2 separate regions of the Mus musculus genome follow, and region 2 is linked to region 1. Evidence: chromatin contacts called from public HiChIP or PLAC-seq data. All regions are on one chromosome and are shown on one strand. The core of a region is the stretch at or near the end of the contact, and the rest is flanking DNA. Distances in the headings are between cores, read along the strand shown.

The links. HiChIP or PLAC-seq counts read pairs in DNA pulled down with a chosen protein or histone mark.
Region 2: a contact with region 1 is called in an H3K4me3 HiChIP or PLAC-seq map of stem cell-derived neural progenitor cells, with 7 times the contacts expected there. The contact joins the promoter of Tecrl here to the promoter of Adgrl3 in region 1. A contact is called at or near these places in 4 of 39 promoter capture datasets (the C10 cell line, hippocampal neurons, liver and 1 more) and 1 of 115 datasets of contacts at active chromatin or transcription factors (stem cell-derived neural progenitor cells).

The regions. Positions count from the first base shown.
Region 1 is chr5:81,016,884-81,022,265 of GRCm38.p6, reverse strand. Adgrl3 (adhesion G protein-coupled receptor L3) reads right to left here and starts at 1,514. Exons shown (of 27, transcript NM_001359828.1): 1 at 921-1,514.
Region 2 is chr5:83,353,509-83,359,139 of GRCm38.p6, reverse strand. Tecrl (trans-2,3-enoyl-CoA reductase-like) reads left to right here and starts at 3,945. Exons shown (of 12, transcript NM_153801.3): 1 at 3,945-4,367. The coding sequence starts at 4,140.

The DNA of each region.
Region 1 (5,382 bases), core at 265-2,764:
GTCCAGTGCTGGTCCTCGCGCTCCACTTGAGCCCAGAGACTGCCCATCTCCCAAGAGAAGCACCCAGGTGCAAGCTCGCCTACCTGTAACCCGCCACCAGGGCCACCACTGCTCTGCCCACCGCACCCCGGCGCCGCGGACGCCCGACCCATTGAACATCCTCTCCACACTGGGTGCTCACTCCTGGCACAGCTCAACCCCGTGACACTCACGAAACTGACCAGCTTTCTCTAGCTAAATCGCTCAACAAAGCCTAGGCACTCAGGTCGAAATCAAACTGCCCGGCTGGAAGATACTCAAGAGAGATTTTTGGAGGCAACCCGATTCCACTTCTCAGGGGCGCGACCTGGGCAATCTCAGCCACCTTGGATGTTCCAAGGCAGGCGTCTAGGGAGGATCAACCAGGCTCACCACCACACATTCGCCATCACCCCGAACTGCGCTCCTCACCCGGTCCCTGTTCGTCCTCCAACCCGTTCCCACGTCCAGTGTTGCTCCAGACTAGCGGAGAAAAGGCGCCCCCTTGGCTGCTTTCTGCCCCTACTAAAGGACGGCATTGGGGTGACAGGGCAGGGAAAATGCGCGGGGTGGGATTCGTTCTTGTCACCCGGCGTGTGCGACTGACAGTGCGCTGGTTCTCTTCTCCTCTATATCTCCCTCTGGCACCTAATCGCCCAGTAGCTGATAAAACCTCGAACCCATGCCAAACCCCAGCGCCCACCAGCCAGGAGGCTCCCTTCCCGCCCCGCATCACGATCAGATGAGTGTGCGCATGAGGGCGAGTGTGCGAAGGCGAATGTGTGAGTGGAAGGGTGAGTGTACGTGAACCCCGCACCCCCTCGGTTGCCAGCCCATCGGATGCCGCCGCCTGCGCCCGACCAGGGCGACCACAATTATGAAGAGTGCAAAGAATAAATTACCTTTCGTAACCGCCGGTCCCTGAGATGGTCCCATCAGTTGCTCAACAACCTGCAACCCGGTGCAGTTTTCCACAATCCATCCATTGAGCCCCGGGGCACACACACACACAAAAAAAGAAGAAATAAAAAAAGAAGAAGAAAGAAAAAGAAAACAGAAAAAAGATGGACCTGTCCCACTGTAGACACCCCAGTCACACCAAGCAACGACTGATCAAACCGCAGAGACGACAGGAGGGTGGAGACCCCAGTCAAAGAAACAACAAAAAGTGTCTCTTTTCCTTTCTTCTTCTACACAGCCATGGAGAAAGGGGAAGCCGGGAAAGCCAATGCTAGTCTTCCTTTACGTTTCCTCGCTTCACACGCCCCAGGGGGGCAAAAGCGGAGCAAAGAGAAGGAGGGTTCAAATGTCTCTCTCAGGGCACAGTTGCACAACTTCGGAGTCAGGCTGTGTCTCTCGCTGCAGCCGGTGGACCCAAGCGGGAGCTATTAACATGCGGCAGTCATAACCAGAGCTGCTTTCCCTCCTCCTGCAGCCGCCGCCGCCGCCGCCGCCGCAAGAAAAGCAGCTGCTGAGGAGACCAAAAATCTTCCACCATCCCCCCCCCCGCAGCCGATCTTTATATCCAGTTCTCCCACCCCACCCCCCTTCTCTTTCTTTTTCTTCTTCTTCCTCGTCCTCCCCTTTCCGCCTCCGAGCGAGAGGGAGGGGATAGGTAGGGGCAGCGGCGAGGACCAGTAGTGGCTTCTCCGCCCAGTCCTCCTCGCCGTCCTCCTCCTGCTGCCCCCGAGGTGCTCCGGCAGCAGAGGGTCCGCTCTGCCGCCCGCAACCCGCTCCGAGAGCCCAGGCGCGAGCCGCGCAAACTCCTTGCCGGGTGCACGGCGTGGACGCGCGGGCAGAGCGGGCGCCGGGTCGCCGAGGGTTGCGTGCCTGCCGCGGGGGGCGAGCCCCGAGCTCCGGTGGTCGCCTATCAGCTCGCCGGCCAGGCCGGGTAGCTTCGGGCATGCGGGAGCTTCATCGCCCGGCCCGGGGTCTGAGCCGATGCCGTCACCGCCAACCTCCTCCTCGGCCGCCGGCTTCGGTCCTCTTTTTTTTTTTTTTTTAATTTTATTTAATTTTATTTTTTTCTCTTCTGGACTCCCCACCGGAGCCACTGAGGCTCGGGGCGCCCTCCAGACACGCACACGCTCTTCCCCTCGCGCGCACACACAGGGGCGAGCTCCTGCCCCAGCACACCGTGCAGCCCGCGCGCGCACACCCGGAGGGAGAAGACTGAGGCCAACGAAATAAATAAATAAATAAAAGAGAGAGCGAGAAGAAAGAAAGGGGAGGGGGGGGGGCGAGTCACAGGCGGTGGCGGCGGCAGCAGCAGCAGTAGCAGCTGCGGGAGCGGAGGCAGCGCGCAGTCCGCGAGATGCCAGCAGCGGCGGCGGCGGCAGCGGTGGCGGCGTCGCCCTCCTGGCCCGGCCGTGCCATCTGCATCCCCGCTCCTGGGAACTGGAGCGAGCGCTGCGGGCCGAGCGGGCGGAGGGGGCGGTCGCGCCCGCAGACAGGCAGCGTGAGCGCAGCGGCCAACGCAGCCGAGGCCCGAGTGAGCCTCTGGCGGGGTGACGGGGCGAGAGAGCTCCCAGGACCAGGGAGGGGGGCTCCAAGGCCGGGAAAGGGGCGGCCGGCAAAACCCGGATCTGGAGTCCGCGAGGGCTCCGCGGGCGCGGGCTCCACCTAGCCGCTCCGCAGAATCTTGGAGGTGGGAACCGTGGGGCGGCTAAGGGAGGCTTCCCTTGCAGGGTTTGTCAGACAAAGGGTATCTCTCTCCTGGATAGGAGCATCTCTCTCTCTCTCTCTCTCTCTCTCTCTCTCTCTCTCTCTCTCTCTCTCTCTCTCTCTCTCTCTCTCTTCTCTGCTCTCCATTTCCACTCATCTCTAGCCCCCCCCCCTCTCTCCACTCAATCTCTTCACTCTCCCTTCCTCCCTCCCGTTCTCCTCCTCCCCCACTCTTCTGCTCTAGGTGAATGAGGTACCAGGCTGGGAGTTCTGCCAGTGTCTTTTTTTTTTTTTTCAGGTGCAGATTACTCCACGTGTTCTTTATGCGGGTGCTGACTTCTAAAGCATTGCCTGCTTTGAGTCCATTTTATGTTTCTTGAAACTTACCTCAATGTACAAGTTCATTGCAAAATTGAAAGCACACCTTTCTACGAAAAGATAGGACCTAGAGACTCAATGATTTTGATTTCACTACAATAAAAATTACCATGAAGGATATAGAAAACTGTCTTGGTTCTATCTCCATGCCTTCTGCTGTGATAAAGTTTGCCCACGTGACCTTCATCAACTAATTGTACCTCTTTGGGATGCTTTTGTAAATGAAATTGTTAAAAAATGTCTTTCTTTCTTCCTTCCTTCCTCCCCCCCTCCCCCCCCCCGCTTCTCTCCTATAACATTTTATCGCTTCAAGGACTGTGGATGTAGTTTCTATATAAGCATAGTCTAGTGACTAGGATTTATTGTATGAAACCAACAGGTACATCACATTCCTATTCAGGTCTCCCAAGTTGAATGAGGCTGTATAGTGAGGCAGTATAGTGTCATAATGATCTCCTGGCCTGTGGGAATTTGCAAGTTGGAAACTACAACCCCAGCAGATCTGTAAAGCTAACCATCATCGTAATTATCTGATCATCCCTGACACAAGAATGAATTTCTTTCATTCTTCAAAGCTCAACTCACATGCCAGATTTTCTTTTTTTTCTTTTTATTTTTTTATTACGTATTTTCCTCAATTACATTTCCAATGCTATCCCAAAAGTCCCCCCTACCCTCCCCCCCCACCAGATTTTCTAAAGAACCCCTTTCTTAGCTATCCCAAGGTGAGAAAAAGCCTTTGTAACATATGGTATATGCTACACACACCATAGCCATTATCTTCTCTGCTACAGTTTGGATCCTAAGTATCCACCAAAGGACTTTATGTTAAAGGCTGGTCTCCAGCTACTGATGATTTTGTGGGGTAGTAGAATTTTTAAGAGGTTGGCTTGCTCTAAGGATGTTAGAACCTTGAAGATGGAACCTTGTAGAGGATCCAGGGACCTTCCCACCAAGTACCCTGTATCCCAGTCACGGAGGTGAACAGCTTTGTTTTGTTATACAATCAGAGGTATTGTTTTGTATCGTAAATATCAAAACAACAAAGACAATTAGGCTTAGACTGAGGCCTCCAAAACTGTAAGCCAAAATGAACGTTCCCTCCCATGAGGTTACTTTTATAGGCATGCTGTCATGGGGAACGAAAATGTGACTAAGCAGCTAACTAGCTCACACAGCACTGTGATGGTACCTCTACCACAATGCCTATGTTGTCCTGCTTATTTTGGTCTCTTTTCAAATAATTAGCTGCATGTCACTATATCTTCTCAGATTATAAGAGCTCTCTTAAAGGTAAGTTCCAAGCTATATTGGGAAAGAATATACTATATATTATATGCTCTTTGTGTATCTAGTAATTCATTTGGGAGTGGGGGAAATAGAAAGTCAAAGAGATTTAATGGCTGAGTTCTGACCAAGTAGATTTTCATAGGCTCAAGTATGGCTGCTTTTATTCCCTTAATACAGGACATTTATAAGCGCCCTTGGATACGTAAATACAAATTGACATCTGGACTCACTTGTGACTTAAACAAGGGCTTCACCAAGACTAGACTAGCAAACTGTGACAAGAGACTCTTAGTTGTAAAGGAAGCAAGATGGAAACAACTCAGTTCCTATTTACCATATGCTTAGTGAATTTATTTAGAAAAATAATAGAATATTTTTAAGTGTATAAGGTATGAAGTAAATCAAAGATATTACATACTATTAGTGATGGCAGCAGGAAGACAAATATAAATAATTTATAGCTATAGCTAAGGAGTCTATAAGTAAAAATGTTACTTATAGACTCCTTAGCTAGCCAATGTGGACATGGACCAAAAATAAAGAATTTCAAAGATCCTACTTAGTGATGGGGGAAAAGGTAATAAAAACAGCTTATTTTTTTTTAAACACAGTGCAAGTAGGAGTATTGATTGCATGTGTAGTTTAGCTGTGTGTCAAATTACACTGTTTCCAGAAGTTATCCATATTTTAAACTCAACCTCTGTATTTTCAAGTCACTTTTGATATGATGAGCATAGTCTTCTACGTTTGATTAAACCTCTCTCTCCAGGTAGTAAATCTGTGATTCTTGCTGATATATTCTCAGGTGAGTCCTCTATGAGAGCAAAGTAAGTTCTGTGCATTTTCATCTACCCAATTATACTGGACTTCTTCATGTTAGAGAAAAGACAAAAGCAGATTACTTAAAGCACAGACCCTCGATACAAAGTAGCTCCAGGAATACTTGGATGGTGTTTTGGGGTTGTTTACTCCAGGATACTAGAAAGAGTTGGCACACCTGATATTTAATCTGAGGCAAATCAATAGTAACCA
Region 2 (5,631 bases), core at 2,696-5,195, 2.3 Mb before region 1:
CTTTCAGTTTTGATATCTACTATATTCACTTATATTGATATCATTTCAATAAAGAAGAATATAATATAATTCCAATTTAAGCCACTAACCAGAAGTATAGATATATAAAACATAGTTAGGAAATAGTATGCAAATATATCTGAGATTTCAGACTTAAAACTCAGTAGTCAGAAATCATACAACGTGCAAATGCACAAAAGAAAGAGTATACACCAAACCCATTAGTGAATGCTAATGTGACATGAGTGCCTTCAAACTATTCCTTGTGCTCAAACAATGAGATATGATAGCATAATTCACATCTATTATGTCTGGATTCTATAATCCAAACAAATGAAAATTGTTAATGGGAATGTGGAATGACATGAGCTAGCATTTAATGCTGGTGTGGTTTAAATATATTACAGAAGGACTGCAATTCTCTAAAGTATCTTTCTGTTGTTTCTTTCTTTCATGTTTTTAAACTAACTCCAAAGCTACCATTTATGTTTATGTGAAAGCCAGCATTAAACTAATTACAACATTAGAACCCACATTTAACCCTTACCATGAATTTAAAATGTTATGAATTTAAAGTAACTCTAACTTTGAAGGTGTGAGGATAAGTATAATTTGTGCAACCATGGGAAGCCACTTCAGGGAACAAGTGGTGTTGAAAAAAAGAGGTATGGGTTGGTTTAACAAACAGACTTATCTGGGAGAAGAGCCATAAGGAGGCTACCAGGAGATGGTGGCACAAGATTAGGACTGGTGGATTGGGAGAGAAAAGCACAAAGATAAAAAACAAAACAAAACAAAACAAAACAAAACAAAACAAAAACAAAAACCTGTTTTGTATTGCACAAAATAGGAGCAGCAATAATCTGTAAAGAAAATATAGTCAGAAATTTCAAATAGAAAGTGATGTTCAAATAGAAAGTAATGTTTGTGAACAATATGTTGGACATAAAAAGTAAAATGTTCTCAAGGTCTCAAGCCGATAAGAAATATGTATGGAATTACAAGCCACTTTATATCCCAGTATTCTAGGGTGAGCAAGATACTATTCACATTTCTAATCTCAGAATTTGAAATTCAAAACCTGACCATGAAAATATTCCACCAATGTCTGTTAATTATATCTCAACAAAATTGGTTCTTCAATTATAATATACCAAAGGGAAGGTTTGGGCTAGATCTTGGCTTCCTATACATACATAGCAAATATGCAACTTGCTCTCCAGGTGAGTTCCCTAACAAGTGGAGCAAGTCCTAACTCTCACTCTGTTGCCTCCCCTTGGGTCCTTAGCCCCTTCCTGGGCTACCTTGTCTGGCCTCAGTGGGAAAGGATATGCCTAGCCCTGCTGAGATTGGATGTGTCAGAACAGGTTGGTACCCATGGGGGTCTTTCCCTTCTCAGAGTTCTTGCAGAGGACTAGAGTTCTCTTATCAGTTCACAGTCCTTCATTTCTCTGTCTTCTCAAGGTCTGTCTCTTATTCTAGCCTATGTGGTATTCTGCTTATGTGTACACAAATATTGATAACCATTCACATCCAAACGTCATAACTACAAGCTAAACTAAAATTATAAAATAATGCTAATTTGTTTTTATATATTAACATTGTTCTACAAAGTTTGATTATTTTATGAACTGAACTAATGAAGTGCTGGAGAGACAGATAGGCAGTTTAGACAACTCCCTGCACTGGCAGAGGACCTTAGTTTAATTAGCATCTTAAGTGATTGACACTTGCCAAAATCTCCACACACAGAAGATCCAAACCATATTCTGACATCTTCTGACATCTGTGGGCACTTGTCGTGTTGTACATGCAAACAAGCAGGCACATATATATATGCATAAATATAAACACAGATTAATAAAAAGTGAACCCAAATGATTTTGTTTTTGAAGTAAGGAAATAATTGGTTTTTTTTTCTTGCTGTTGTTAAAGAAGACAAAAAATGATGAGACCAGAAAAATGATATTCCTTTTGAAAATTCATTTACATTTTATTATAACTATATTTCATTACAATGAAGATTCTGGTTCATCACTGATTATTTTATCAGTTTCCAGTATGGCTGCAAATTTTATTAATTTGCTGGTGTTATGAATGTAATGAGTCATTGTTAATTGAAGTATCAATGTTATAAATCAACTAAGAAAAACCAAAGGCACTTTATTTTAAATAATTACTTCATCCATATATGATAAAAATTAGCTGCAAAATGTTTTTATTTTCTCATATTTTAAACAAGTAATTATCACAGATTAATATATAAAATTTTCAAGATTTAAGCTATAACTTTCCCTATCATTTTCCCTTTCTTTAATCATTATTGATATTATAGATAATATATTGCTGAGTGGGTTATGTCATATTTTACATTTTTGAGATCATTTTACACAAACTTTGAGATGAGTGTATTGTGGTTTTTGTAATCTTTAAATTATAGTTTGTGGCCGGGCATGGTGGCGCACGCCTTTAATCCCAGCACTCAGGAGGCAGAGGCAGGCAGATTTCTGAGTTCAAGGCCATCCTAGTCTACAATGTGAGTTCCAGGACAGACAGGGCTACACAGAGAAACCCTGTCTCAAAAAAAAAAACAAAAAAAAAACAAAAACAAAAAACAAATTACAGTTTGTCTGTGTGTGTGTGTGTGTGTGTGTGTGTGTGTGTGTATGTGTGTGTGTGTGTTGGGTGTGTGTGTGTGTGTGTGTGTGTGTGTTGGGTGTGTGTGTGTGTGTGTGTGTGTGTTGGGTGTGTGGGTGTGTGTGTGTGTGTGTGTGTGTGTGTGTGTGTGTGTGTGTGTGTGTTGGGTGTTGAGATGCCTATGGTTGTCAGAGGACAATTTGCAAGCTTAGTTTACTCAGTTCACCTTGTGGAACCCGGAGCCCTAATCAGCTCATCAGACTTGCTTGTAAGGTCCTTTACTCACGGGGTCTTCTCTCTGGCTTGAGTTTATCGTGAATAGTTTTAAAATTTACTGTTTGTGAAGTTTCTTCTAATTTAATTTCCTTTCCAAACTGATAATTATCATTGATAATGTCTTGTTAGTCAAATTTCTGAGTTTTTTGTTCAAACAATAATTCAGGGTAAACACAGAATTTTCTCTATCTATCTCTCTATCTGTCTATCTATCTATCTATCTATCTGTCTGTCTGTCTGTCTGTCTGTCTGTCTCTCTATCTCTCTCTCTATCTCTCTCTATCTATCTATCTATCTATCTATCTATCTATCTATCTATCTATCTATGCACACACACATATGTGTGTGTATATATATATGGAGAGAGTGTGAGAGAAATAGACCTACATAGGTATATATAATTATATATACATATATATATACATATATATCTGTGTTTCTTTATATATCTTATAATTAGATATATATAGAGATAGATAGATAGATAGATAGATCCATATACCTTATACATATGAGTATATATGTGTTTATATATATATATATATATATATATATATTATATGCTATATAATGTTTACATTTTTAAAGAGTATTTTTCAAATGTATTCCAGTTTGCCTTTTATGTGGTTACATGGTTACAATATATGCTGCCTGCCAGGTTTTTTCTCTATGAACGTTCAATCTTTCTCATTCTGGGCTAAGTTTCTAATTCTGTCACTAAATGAAACTCATCCTATAGCTGACTTTATGTGTATCTTATGACTTTAACTATAGACTCAATTTAACTGTCTTATATAATATTTTGCAGCGTTATGATTCACCCTATATGGTGTCACCCTGCTGGAGTATATTATGTATGAATGAGAACCAGTGTGTAATAGGTTTGAAGATTACTGTATCCGGAACTGGGAGATAATAAAAGCACTCTGTTCTTTTCTGCTTTGGAATTTCAGATAAGAGTACTCATAAGTAACAGAGATAAAAAGAGAAAGCAAGAAATAATTCAAATGCAGAAGGCAATGTACTACTCTGCAGCAGTTCTCAATAGTGTTATATATAGAAATCAGATCGGTCATTGTTTCCCAGCCTGCTAAATAAAACTAGACCGCTGGAATGGCATGCCACTTGACCTCCAGGGCGTCCACAGCAGTGTTTAACAGGCACAAAGGGAGTACTCTTGCAAGTATCTCCTGTTTACATGCCAGATTCCCCTGCTAGTTCACACAATGTTCAAAAGGCACAAGTCCCTGGAACGCAAGAGGGAATTGTTATTCCAGGGACTGCCACAGTCCACAATGAAGAATAATGCGAGAAATTTCCACTCTTTGTCACAACTTGTACTCTCAGCAGGCCCGCTCAAAACTACTACAGCAGTCAAACATTCAAAAACGACTCACTTTGAGATCGAAATACTGGATGCTCATACAAGAAAACAAATATGTATTGTGGATAAGGTAAGCTTTATTTATCTTCTTAAATGTTTCATGTTAGGCTCAAAATTACTAACTTCAAAATTAAATGACAGGACTTTGCTAAATGCATTACTAATCATCAAACTTAGTTCTTGAGTGAAGAAGTTGCCTTATATACTTTTGCTTCATTTTCATATTTACCATAAATAATCATTTCAATTTCTGCTGTATTGCCTATAATCCCTAAGTAAAAACATTTATAATAAAACACAGATTGCATCAAAATTTTTTCTTTTCATGCTTTTATAGCAATAAAATGTACACCATTTTACAAGTGCTTGTAGAAAATAGAAAATAAAAGCAATAAAAGTTAAAAGTATTTAGTATGTGTCCAGATTGTAAACGTTTAATATATTTTAGTATATTGTTTTTGTTGTTTACTTTTCTAAAGCTTTTACCTTTTTAAAGAGCAGTCTTTAAAGTCTTAAAGAATACAGCTTTTTAAATGTCCCCTCTTTCTGCATCTGTAGGCACAGATGTTTCAAGAAGAATGCTGTAATCTGTATATCTTAGATCAGAAAAAAAATGAAGTATGAAAATGTGTTTATTGAAGATTTAAGGGCATGTATCATACACCAAAATGTTTTTCATCTATTTGAAAAGGCAGCAACTTCAATTCATTACAGCATTGATATTTTCAAAAAAGTTATGTATTTTGTTTTATAGAAACACTATTGAATGTTTTTTGTATAAACAAAATATCCAATCACTTATTCTATGTAAGCATACTGCAGGTGGATTGCTAGGTAATAGTACTGTTCACTGCTCTTCATAACTGTCAAAAACATTATATATGTTCAAATTTACTAACTGTAATGGCAGTAATTTACAACTTAAACATAATGATTTACTTTTAGGTTAAAAAACATTAAAATGCTATATTTTAGTGCAGGTCACAAGTAACACTAAGGACATTCTAATCATCAACTTGTATATAGTTGGAAATCTTATAAATCTATATTTCTGTAAGTGAGAAATATGTTTTATGTTAAAGAATATTTGATATATAGGTTCCATATAATCTGTTTCTGTTTAATACAAAAGTCTTTTCTTTGATTTTTTTTCCAACATTGCTTTCAGAAATAGAAAATGGTTATAAATTTTAAGTCTTCTCAGAAACAGCTGACATTTGCAACATTTTCCTATTAAATGTCTGAAAGGATAAAAAGTTCAGAAGAGGTAATTACGCAATTAACAAGTAGCAGAGAGTTGAAGAACTGTTACATTAAAATAAGAAATGTAAACA